Linked DNA regions of Gossypium hirsutum: region 1 is linked to region 2. Evidence: chromatin contacts called from public Hi-C data. All regions are on one chromosome and are shown on one strand. Each heading gives the region's core, a stretch centred on a gene start, on an enhancer-like site or on the middle of the called end of the contact. The rest is flanking DNA. Distances are from core to core; before and after follow the strand shown. Region 1 holds the start of LOC107893194 (probable low-specificity L-threonine aldolase 1). Region 2 has its middle 13 kb from the start of LOC107893192.

Region 1 (5,633 bases), core at 2,843-5,342, 34 kb before region 2:
CTGATCATTATTTTTGGTCATTATCCTCAACTTTTGTAATATCAGAGATGATATGTAAGCATTACTGATAATGATGCGCCTTTCGTGAAGTGATAAACAACCTTATTTTTTTGGCAGGCTGATTCTTTGATTAAGGAGGAGGCTGAAATTCTTCGTGTGGCAATGGGGCATGAAAATGAATCTCTTGATGATTTTGTGGAAGCACATAATACTTGCCTAAATGATCTCATGTACTTCCCTACTCGTAATGCTTATGGTCTATCAAGTGTTGCTGGAAATATGGAGAAACTTGCGGCCTTGCAAACTGAATTTGAAAATGTGAAAAAGAAGATGGATAATGATAAGTCGAAGGCAGAAAGCATGGAGAAGAAGTACAATGTTCTCACACAGGGTTATGAGGTATGTCATTAGATATATGCTGATAATTTTCATTTAATAATTTTCTTCTACTAACAGCATCTTATTTTTTATTGCAACTGTAGCATTTGAGTTTTAACTTCTATCATGCATTTTCTTTTATTCGATTTCATTTAGAAATTTCATAGCACTTAAATGAAAGCTTTATTCGGTATGTTTTCTTCATACATGTCAGAATCTGAAAACCTTGATGCCTTGAGATTTGTGTTTGGGCGTCTGTATCTTTGTTCAAGTTTTTGTCATATTTTCTTCCAATAATTTCTACAATCTGGTGAAGTCCATTTTAGGGTATGGGTTGGAGTACTAGTAATTTACTCACTTTACATGTAGCTAAAAAGTGATTGATTAAAGTGTGACGCTCTAAATTTGAAAGTACAATATCATACTTTTAGTAATGGAACTTGGTAACTTGTTTAAAATTTCAATTCCTGACGTGCTAAACAACCAACATTTTTTTATGATCAGAGGCGGGCTGCAACTCTTTGGCGTCATATTGAGTCTACTGTTAAGCAGATAGATACTGCAGGAACAGAGCTAGAATGTTTTCAAGCATTACAAAAGCAGGAGCACTTAGCAGCATCACACAGAATAAATGGTCTCTGGGAGGAAGTCCAGAAACAGAAGGAGCTTGAACAAACCTTACAAAGACGCTACGGGAATCTCATGTCTGAGTTGGAAAGGATGCAAAGACTTATGAATGTATATAGAGCACAAGCAGAAAAGCAAGAAGAGGTAGGTGAAAAGAATCATGCTCTTGAGTTGTCTGAGGCTGCAGCAAGCCAAGTTGCTGTACCTAGCGCAGGACATTCAGAGCCTGCACCTTCCTTGGAGCATCTTGACTCTTCTCTTGATGGCCAACCAAGTGCAGAAGTTGATGTGAATGCTGATTCAGGAAAAGAACATGCTACTATGGATATTGGAACAGATGGAAACATGCACATAAATGAGCCATTGGTTGTGGAAGACAAAGGAGATGATATCACACAGACACTTAATAAGATGAGTGGGGATGCTGCTACAAGTTCTGAGGTTGCTACAGAATCTATAAATCCGGATTCATTCTCTACCAAACAGGAAAGCATCCAAGAAACGGTTGAATCTACCGAGGTTGACAATTCTTGTGTATTGGGTGGAGACACTTCTGAAAATCAAACTGGAATGGAGGAATAGCTTTTTGAGCTCTGAACAAGTATCGAGTTTCATCAGACAGCAAGAGATTAAAGCCTTATACAATGAGTAGTATTGGGGCTTTGATGGAACCATATCTGCTTCTCTATTTTTATAAATCACGAAATTGTTACATGGATTCCAGCTATGTTGGAGCAGAGCTTTTTATGTTGTATTTCTTTGCATCACTGTATTTTCCAGTGCCAGAGTTTTTTGTTTCTCTTAGAAGAAACCTGGAAAAGAAATACCGGTAATATGAAACATGTGATCATTGTAAGATTTGAATAACTGTTGTAGTTTTTTTGAGGAATCCTGGTTGTCATCGAGTTACCTTCCATTATCTCTTTTTATTCATTGGAAGTCCGGATTGAGGGCACATAAAGGGACACAAAAAGGGGTAAAAGAATTCTGTCGCATATTTTCATACTCATGCTTGCCAATGTACTTAATATGGGATTGAGAAAAATATTTTGCATTGCACCTAAATTATCCTCTTATTAGGGTTTATGCAGCTGCGTTTGATTGATAAAAAGGTCATCCCATATCTGAATACAGCTAGATCTTATGATACTACATTTGTGTTATGTTCATGTATTATATTATTTATTTTTTATTACAAGTGTATCAAAGTGTTATTTCAAAGGAAAAGCAAACACAGTCCAAAACAGCATGTTCAAAGAGGATCCAAGTAGCGCAAATAAAAAAGCTTAAACACAGAAAAGAAGCAGACAAGCAGCAGTATGGTTAAAACAGACAGCACCCAATCTGAAAATAAAGAACACCAAGTGCCATGATTTTGACTGTAAATGAAAATCAAGTGAATTCACACCCATCGCATCTTCATCACTATTTTTTTTCTCTTCAGTCAGGAGGCAACCAACCTTCTCTTCCTGCAACTCACTCTGCTCGTGGGGGAATATTATTATTATTGTTATTATTATTTATCCAATTGAGTCATTACCAATGTGCTGTGATGGCCACATAAGGGAGGAGTCAGAATTTCATCTTTTAGTCAAAAAGTATGTTTTGTTTTATTTATTTTAATCTTTAATCCCAAATATTTGTTCCCATTCTATTTGCTTACCCAATTTTCAAGCAGCCTTATCTACACCCTGTATTTTAGAACCCAGAAAAAAATATGACACCATAAAATAATGTAAATTTGATATAAATATAGGAATATATAAATTTTATTTACCATATTGAATTTTATACAAATATAATAAACCAAATAAAAAAAAATAGAAACACAAGAATACAAGAATACGTACACTGGATAAGCTTTGACTGCTTGAGCCACCATTATAAATAAGTCTTCTCTCTTCTCTTCTTCCTATTCTCTCTTCACAAAAATCTTCTTTAAAATATTTCTCAATCCTCTAAGCCTCACGCAGGTATGCTTATATACAAACATACATACATCATTTATTACATAAGAAACTAAACTCTTCTCTCTATGATGTTATTTTAAATGACTGAAATGATCGACCATGCATGCATGCATGTTCTTATCATTAGCATTCTAAGGCGCAGAAATCATCCATAGTTGTTTTGTGCATAAATTTGATAGTGTCATCTATGTTTTTTTTTTCCTCTTAAATTGTTTAAATCTTTGATATATAAGTTTTGTTTTTTCGTTTGTAACACTACTAGTTTTGATTTTAAAAGAAGATTCTACGATGTATACGTGTACGTAATTGACTGAAACAGGTATTGTGGGGGGTCGTTTGCTAGCTTTTCAATCTGATGTTAACCTTTTATTACTTACAATGAATCTGTCATCCACAATTTTCTTGGCTGAATTTCATTCTTCAAAGTAAGAGAATTTGAATTCATCCCCTAGTAGAAAAATATTTTTTTTTTGGTGAAGAAATCAAGTTGAAACACATTTAAATCACATGCATGATTTAAAACTCCAAATTATTACTAGGAAAGCCAAAAGGAAATTTTCTTCTCGCAAACTTCCAACATTACAAGATATAAAAACGACAAAAGCTAAATCAACCCACTAATTCATATGTGTTATTTGATTCCTTCATGGAAACCAAATATCAAAGAAACAAACAAAAAATCATAATTCCCTTATTTTGTTTTCTTCCAACAAAGATATGATCAAAAGGCCCCCAAAAAGAAAAAAAGGTATTTGAATGTTATTAATTAAGTCTAGTTTCATTTCTTGGGGTCAGTACTTTATTAGTCAGCCTATTTTATGGGTGATTTAAAAGTATAAACATGATGTCTTTAACTTTGAAAAGATTTTTTTTTAATTTTTCATGTCAAGTTGGTTCACTGAAGATTATTTTGTTCTCCAGAACAGTTAGTTTGAGTTTAGCTATAAAAGTGGAGTGTTTGAAGCCTAAGGTGTCATAAGCCCATAATTTCTTGAAATTCCTTTCAATGGTAAAGTTCTGTTTTTTTCGGGTTTAATATTTTGCACGTAGTAAGTATATTTGTTGTAAAGTGTGAAATTATTGGGTTCTAATATTTTTGCATTTCTCTTTATGCAGAAATAAGAAACAATTAAACTGTTTCTGTCAAGGAAATTTGCTGCAATTTTCAGTTTTCTGGGAAAAGTAGAGGCAAATTTTCCACTTTTTCGTTCTGGGTTGTAAGGCAAAGAACAAGAAGAGCTTCAACTGGTAAAATATGGCCGTCTCTCTCTATACACACACATGCATATATATAATATGCATTTTTTAAACGGGTTTGTAGATTTTTTTTAATGGATGGATTTCTTGAGTTTTCTTGGGATTAGTTCAACATGTTCTTGGTATGGTATAAAATTCCCTCTTGGTGGCAGGGAAAATTTTTACCAGAAGAAGAAATGTAGTAAGGATCAATTTTCTTGGTGTAATTCATTTGGAGAAAGGAATCATTGGATTGTTTTTTTGTTTGATATTTTTTGTGGGATAAATTTCAGAAACAATGGTGACCAAAACAGTAGATCTTCGATCGGATACGGTAACGAAACCAACTGAGGCAATGAGGGCTGCAATGGCAACTGCTGAAGTTGATGATGATGTCTTGGGTGCTGATCCGACCGCGGCCCGGTTGGAATCCGAAGTCGCTAAGATCATGGGCAAGGAAGCCGGTTTATTTGTTGCATCAGGCACCATGGGTAACCTCATTAGTGTTCTTGTTCATTGTGATATTAGGGGAAGTGAAGTCATTCTTGGTGACAATTGTCATATCCATATTTATGAGAATGGTGGGATTTCAACCATTGGAGGTGTTCATCCAAGGCCGGTGAAGAACAATGATGATGGAACTATGGACATCGGTTTGATTGAAGCCGCCATTAGGGACCCAAGAGGAGAGATTGTTTACCCAACTACAAGGCTCATTTGCTTGGAGAATTCACATGCAAAGTAAGAGTTTTGTTCTAGTTTATGAAAATGTTTTAAACATGATCAATTTGAACAATGAGCATGTATCTGGATATGCATCAGAAATGGATACTTCAAGAAAAATATAGACTCGAAGCAACTACTTTTGCATTGGCACTACATTACAAGAATGGGTCATATATGTACTATAAATTCTAAGTTATGCTTCCGCCGACAATATGATTATATACATATTGAAATCCTCTGGTTATGGTTTACTCAATCCATGCAGCACCGGGGGTAGATGCTTGTCTGCGGAATACACTGACAAAGTTGGTGAGCTAGCTAAGAAGCATGGCGTAAAGCTTCACATTGATGGGGCTCGCATTTTCAATGCATCTGTGGTGAGCAACACATTTTTATATTTTCAGTCTATGTTCACTCGGTGTCTGTTGTAAATATGTGTCTAGTTCAAGTATGTTCAATTTTTTTTTCTAGTTATTTCATGTTTTTGGAGGATCATGTACCTCCAAACTAATGTCCAAACAAACAATATAGGATATAAGTATCAAACATGGGTACTTTTAGAAAATGAAGAATCTGGGCAACACGACTAGCCTTTTATCGGTGTTGTATGCCTGTGTTTAAATGTATACACGAAAGCTGTCAATGATCACGGTATCTAACTAAAGTATTGGTCTGCCAGGCACTTGGAGTTCCTGT
Region 2 (5,860 bases), core at 632-3,131:
TAAAAAAATTATAATTTTCTAGATGTATGTAACTGATAGAGTATAATTCCACTATAAGTCTTTACGTTATGTTTGATATATTACACATTGTAATTACATAATTGATAATATAAAGAAATATTAATTACTATAAAAAATTATTAGTATGATAAAAACAATTCTAAACAAGTAACAAAAATTAAAATTAAATTATCATATACATTATGTTAGTCTAAAAAGGTAGTTAATAATACGATTACAGATAAAAAATAGTAAGAAAACAAAACCTCATATGCAATTTTTTTAAATTGTTCTAGTTTATATTTGTTGGGTTTTTCTCTTTTTAATGTTTAGTATATGCTCATTATCATTATCTATCGGTCTTTGGTCAAGTTTATCATCATCTAAATTTGAATTTGTATAATTAAATTGAAGTTTAGTATATATCATTTTAATTCCATCTATAATTGGAATTATGAAATATGCAACATGCTAATACGATCCAACTTTATTTTTTTATGTTATACTAAAGTGATGTTGTTAATATGAAAAATATATATTTTTAGAATAACAACATCATTCTCTCAAATGATATCATACCCTATAATATGGTGCAAGAAAACATTTTCTATTTATATAATTAATATTGATATTATAATATTTTAGTTCACAGTCCAACTAATCTTTCGTTTAATCATAAAAACTTAGTTTAGAGAATATTTAACGACTTAAGAATAACAACTCAAATAGGGGTCCAACCACCATCATCATTTTCTTCAACCTCCTATCACCGGGTTAGAGTGGTTTGGATCCCCTTTCTACATAAGGGGGGCCTTCCCACGCTTTTGATGGAATTATTTCTCCTTTTCCCTCTTTAGGTTCTTTGCGGAACTGTTTTTTTTTACCAAGCTTCTAGTTTTATGTGTTTGTCAGGTGACGTCTGCCACCACGATGGAATTTTGGGGTCAAATCTGAGTTGTAGTGGTTGAGGCCTTGCTTTGAAGGTTTGTCTATATTTCTTCCATCTTCCTTTCGATATGTCTATAGTAGTTGTTGGTGCTTGCTTTTGGGACTTTGTTGTAGTGTGCCTAATTACTTTTTCTAGCTGGGGGCATATGTCACAGCCGTGGACTTTAACCCAACAAATTGTGCTATTTGAGGCAGTGAAAATATGCACACTAGTATTAAACCAATAATAATTCACCTAAGTTTAATATTTTAACCCATAATTTGGGCATCAATTAGGTTTTTCACTGTCAAGATTTTGGTTTTAGTCAATTTTAACTACAAATTTTATATTAATTTAAAATTTTGATATTTATTCATACCATTTTTATCATTTGAAAAAAATTCAAAATTTGCTATGGATGTTTAAGGGATAAAAATAGAATTTCTTTACAAAAATAAAAATCACGATGTCTTGAGAATGTAATAGATCAAACACAAAATGAACACAAGTACAAGATTCACAATAATCAAACTAACATTATTTCTAATCAACATTTAAGAAACTCGAGATTATAAAGACAATCAGTCCTAATTTATCAATGATTTGTATTAATTAATTGCTAAATTTAATGATCTAATCAAGATATTAATGATTTTATACAAAATCAGTATCTAAAATTAATTAATTAATCTGGCATAAAATTAAATTATCACCAGAAAAGGTGCAATCTATTTTTTTTAAAAAGATTAATCAAGAAATATTGAAAATAAAAAGAATAATTGCTACCAAAGGGAATGCAATTGAAAATACTGAAGGTTTAGTGTCAATATTGTAGAAATTTTTTAGTCTCTTTATAAAAAATATTATGGATTCAATTTACCTCACAGTCTCAAACAATGTGGGCAACGAAAATGAGTGAGGCAAGATGGCAGAAAAGACAGCTTTTATCACCCACCATGGCCCATCCACGAGTCTATCACGATCGACAAAACTGGTTGGTTGCAGTCTGGGCTCTAAAACAACATAGCTACTTAGTTGTCAGATTACATATCTTTGACCCCATCTTTTCCAGTCTTCGCAATTTTCTTTTCTTTTCCTGGAATGTTTACAGGAATCCCCCCTCACCATTTAATTTCTCCTATAATCTTCCCACTAACGTTTGTGATAGTTTTATTGTAACGTAATATCCTTTTATTGGGTCCGGAGAGATTATGCTTAGTTCAAGCCATTATGTAAAAAAAAAATTAAGATATTATTAGAATTAATAATGAGATTGTTTAAAGAAAATAGATAAAATTTAATTATAATAAATAATAAGCTCTGTTTTTTTAATGAGAATGGTATGAAACTAAACTACCAACTCAGGGCCGGAAGCCAATCGGAGTAGCGATCCGCATTCAAAAAATCCGACAGTAAAATAACTAACCTACTGTCTTCAATCTTCTCCAATTAAAAAAAAAAAAACAAAATGACGGATTGAATCAAAAGGTGTAATTGCAGGCAAGTTGCATGAAAACTGGATGTTGGTATGTAAGAATCTGCATGACCAAAGAATTTCAATCATCAACGACTGTGAATCTCTTCGTTAAGGAGTCGAGCTACGAGGTCTATACCCATGGGTGGTCTTTTATCACTTAAAATACTATAAAGTAAATGTAATTCTGCAGAGTTGGCTTTCTTGAATAGTCTTCCGAGTAGTGCGTCAACTCCATCAGGCAAGCAGTTATTCTTATAAGCCCCTGCATTTTGTTCCCCAGATGTTGTTTCTAAGTTCCCACCATTACCAGGAGGCTGAAAATGTTGTGGAATCTGCACTTGAGGCCGTGAGTAAGGCCGACAGTCCCAATACTCCATACAAACTCGATTTAGATCCATTGCCTCAATAGCCTAGATTAAACCATTTGAAATATGAGTTTACTTCATCAGAAAGAATCACTTTGAACATATTATACTAACTGATTTACCTGCACAATTTCTGGTGATGAGAAACCAAACATTTCAGAGCCATCAAGGCTTCCGGGAGGCTGCAATGGTGGGAGGTTGGTTCTTCCTGGTCTGTGCTGCTTTGTGATCTCTTGATTCACTTGCTCCCTCACCATCTCCCAGCATCTGGTAGCTGAAACATGAATGAATACTTCATTGGGACAATGCTCCACAGACACCTGAAATTCAATTAAAAAAATAGTTGATATACAAGCATAAACATGATGAACATCAAAGACAAATAATTTAAATTACCATGAACAAAGGTCCATCCCTCCCAGCATCCAGAATTTCTGAGACATAGTATGCCATATTTGTTGGATCTAAAACACTTATATACCTAACGCGGCTCTTAAATCCTGCATTAATTAGAATAAAGGAGTTAATATATACTGATATGCATCAGCCTTAAAAGACTCAGAATACAACTTACCTTTAGGGAAAATGGCCTGGCTGTTACACCATAACTTCCGAGGGAGCACAACTCCGAACTTCAGAGGCTCAACATTACAGTTGATTCTACGCACTACCTTGGCAATTCGAGGACCTTTCTGCCGGAAATTTCTGTCTAGATTATTTTCTGAGCAAGTTGGACCTCCTACATTACTTCTTGCATTATCAACTGAACTTAAAGAGGCAATAGCTCCTGCATTCTCATGTTTCTCCTTGTTGGCTTTTTCACTGCCCAACAGTAGCAGTTCCTGATGGTTGCTTTCCGGGTCATTAGATCCTAGCAATGTGATGCTATTTCCAGTATGCTCCACTTTCTCTTGTAAATAGTGAAATGAACAACCATTCCTTTGTAAATCAGGGGAACTGGCATCAGTTATAGGCTCATTCTTGCAAGTATATGGACTCAAGTTTTCAGTACATCTTGTTGAGGCTTCTGACTGCTTAGCAACAAAATGTTCTTTTGGTCTTTCTAAAACTGGTTTCTTTGGTTCATCATAGCTAAGAAGATTAATATTATCATCCACTGGAGCTACAGGCTTTTTCACTTCACTTTCCATGGTAGTTTGGCCTCCATGCATGCTTAAGTCTGAACCAAAAAGAATTAAATCCTCTTTCTTCAACTTAGAGTTCGGATCATTTGATGGTAACGAAGCCACTGATACTTCATTTCTTTGGTGTGATAACATCGGATTAGATATCAGAGTTAAAATCAAAGGCTTCTCTTTCAACATTTCTTCTCCTGGCATATCTTTGAAGGAATCGACTGATGGTTTTGACTGCACCTCTTTAGGTTTTCCTTCCATTATATTGTCTTTGGAGGCGTATGAACTCAGAGCCATTCCAAGGTCTAGTCTTGCCCACCTATAGATTGCACTTAGTTTTCCTTCCAATGCCTCAACAAGGATATTTAATTCATTTATTTCGTAACGTAAGAGGAAAAATTTGGCATCCCTAGCACATGAGCAGAGGTGCTTTGCATGATTGAGGCATGCATATCTAACAGGGGAACAGCGACAACCCGCTGCAGAGAGGTGCAAATCAAAAAAACATATACAACATTCTCTTTCGCTAGTAGCATCGAAGTTTCTGTCCATTTTCACAGGCTGAGAGGAACTGCAAAGAAATTCCCTTGCTAAACGCTCCATCTCAACTCGTGCCTGTGAACAGGACAAGTTAAATATTATCATAAAGATTTTGAGCCAAGTATGCGTATACTTTTAGATAAATCACGGGCATGATAATTACCTTGAGAGTTTTAGATAAGACTCCATTCTTTCCACACACATCTCTCCATCTCATGTTATCAGAAGTATAGTTTTTCACGAAATTGAGCTCCCAGTGAGCTTTGACTGCTTCCCTTGCTGCTCCAAGCAATAGTTTGTCATGCGAGATGGAAGTTTTTCTTCCTTGTTCACGGTATAGCAATCTGTCCATGGGGCAACCAATCAACAGGACCTACATTTACTGCCTCCGCACAATTGAAACCTGAGTTGAACCCTGCATGAAATGCTCTAGGGAAAGTCAGAACAAACTCTCCCGCATTCTGAACACATCGATGGACAGGTACCCCTTCAGATTTTAGTATGGAAGGGGACAACTGAGTGACCTGTCTGAAAGAATGATATTCAGAGCATAATTAGTATCATGCGGTAATATTACAGTAATTTAACAGACCTGGGACAAAGATTTTCTGAACCATGTTATAGAACTTTTAGTTCACCAGTTTGTGAAGCAGGTCAGGTTGTTCATCGAAAAGGTCAGGCAAATGCTTTCTCATAGCCTTCTCCAATTTAGAAGCATCCTTTCCTGGGACACCATACCAAAATTTTGGAGCACCAAAATGCATGTAATTCAACGAGTATAGGTGGTGATCTTCAACATGCTGGTCGCATCCATATAAAACAAATGAAAGCAAAATGAATTAGTAATTCTTAGCCTCCTCAAGTCATCCTTTGATTGTAAACAACTGCCTAAAATAGAAGTGTTGCATGTATAAGTAATGGCCTTAAATGAAACATCAAACATGCAAGTTCAAAAGAACCATTGATAGGCCAACAAATGCATTATTGAAGCAATGGTTAGCATGTAGCAATCACATGTTTTATTATTATTATTATTATTATTATTATTATTTGGATGTAATGATGTAACTTAGTTGTATTCCAACTAAGTTTGTTAGTGGTAGTAGGTGGTGATTTATTTTAAGTGGATGTAATGATGAAACTTAGTTGTATTCCAACTAAGTTTGTTAGTGGTAGTAGGTGGTGATTTATTTTAAATGGATGTAATGATGAAACTTAGTTGTATTCCAACTAAGTTGTCAAGTTGTAAGCTTGTATAAATAGGCTTTATGCCATTTTAAAAAAAATGAATGAATTCAATCAAGATTTCATCCATATACTCTCTATTTTAGCTTTGCTTAAAATTTATTTCATTTTTCTTCTTTGTTTCTGCCGCAAGTCTCGATTCTTGCTCGGCAAGCTTTTTGTTGAACCT

The links. Hi-C and Micro-C count contacts between places; a contact is called where the count stands out from the background.
Region 1: a Hi-C map of leaf shows a contact between it and region 2, with 2.5 times the contacts expected there. The contact joins the promoter of LOC107893194 here to the enhancer-like site in region 2. A contact is called at or near these places in 11 of 34 Hi-C or Micro-C datasets (callus, fibers, leaf and 1 more).

The regions. Positions count from the first base shown.
Region 1 is chrA13:103,466,150-103,471,782 of Gossypium_hirsutum_v2.1, reverse strand. LOC107893194 (probable low-specificity L-threonine aldolase 1) reads left to right here and starts at 4,092. Exons shown (of 10, transcript XM_016818125.2): 1 at 4,092-4,223; 2 at 4,505-4,952; 3 at 5,203-5,314; 4 at 5,617-5,633. The coding sequence starts at 4,510. LOC107893193 (cell division cycle 5-like protein) reads left to right here. Exons shown (of 4, transcript XM_016818122.2): 3 at 118-399; 4 at 883-1,921. The coding sequence ends at 1,587.
Region 2 is chrA13:103,429,287-103,435,146 of Gossypium_hirsutum_v2.1, reverse strand. It overlaps the pseudogene LOC107894433. Among protein-coding and RNA genes, the nearest start is that of LOC107893192, 13 kb to the left of the region's middle. Within about 2 kb of position 1,881, at least 4 of the 9 cell types and tissues checked have an H3K27ac peak or open chromatin away from gene starts, as enhancers often do. A contact at or near this core is called in leaf, where this site is marked.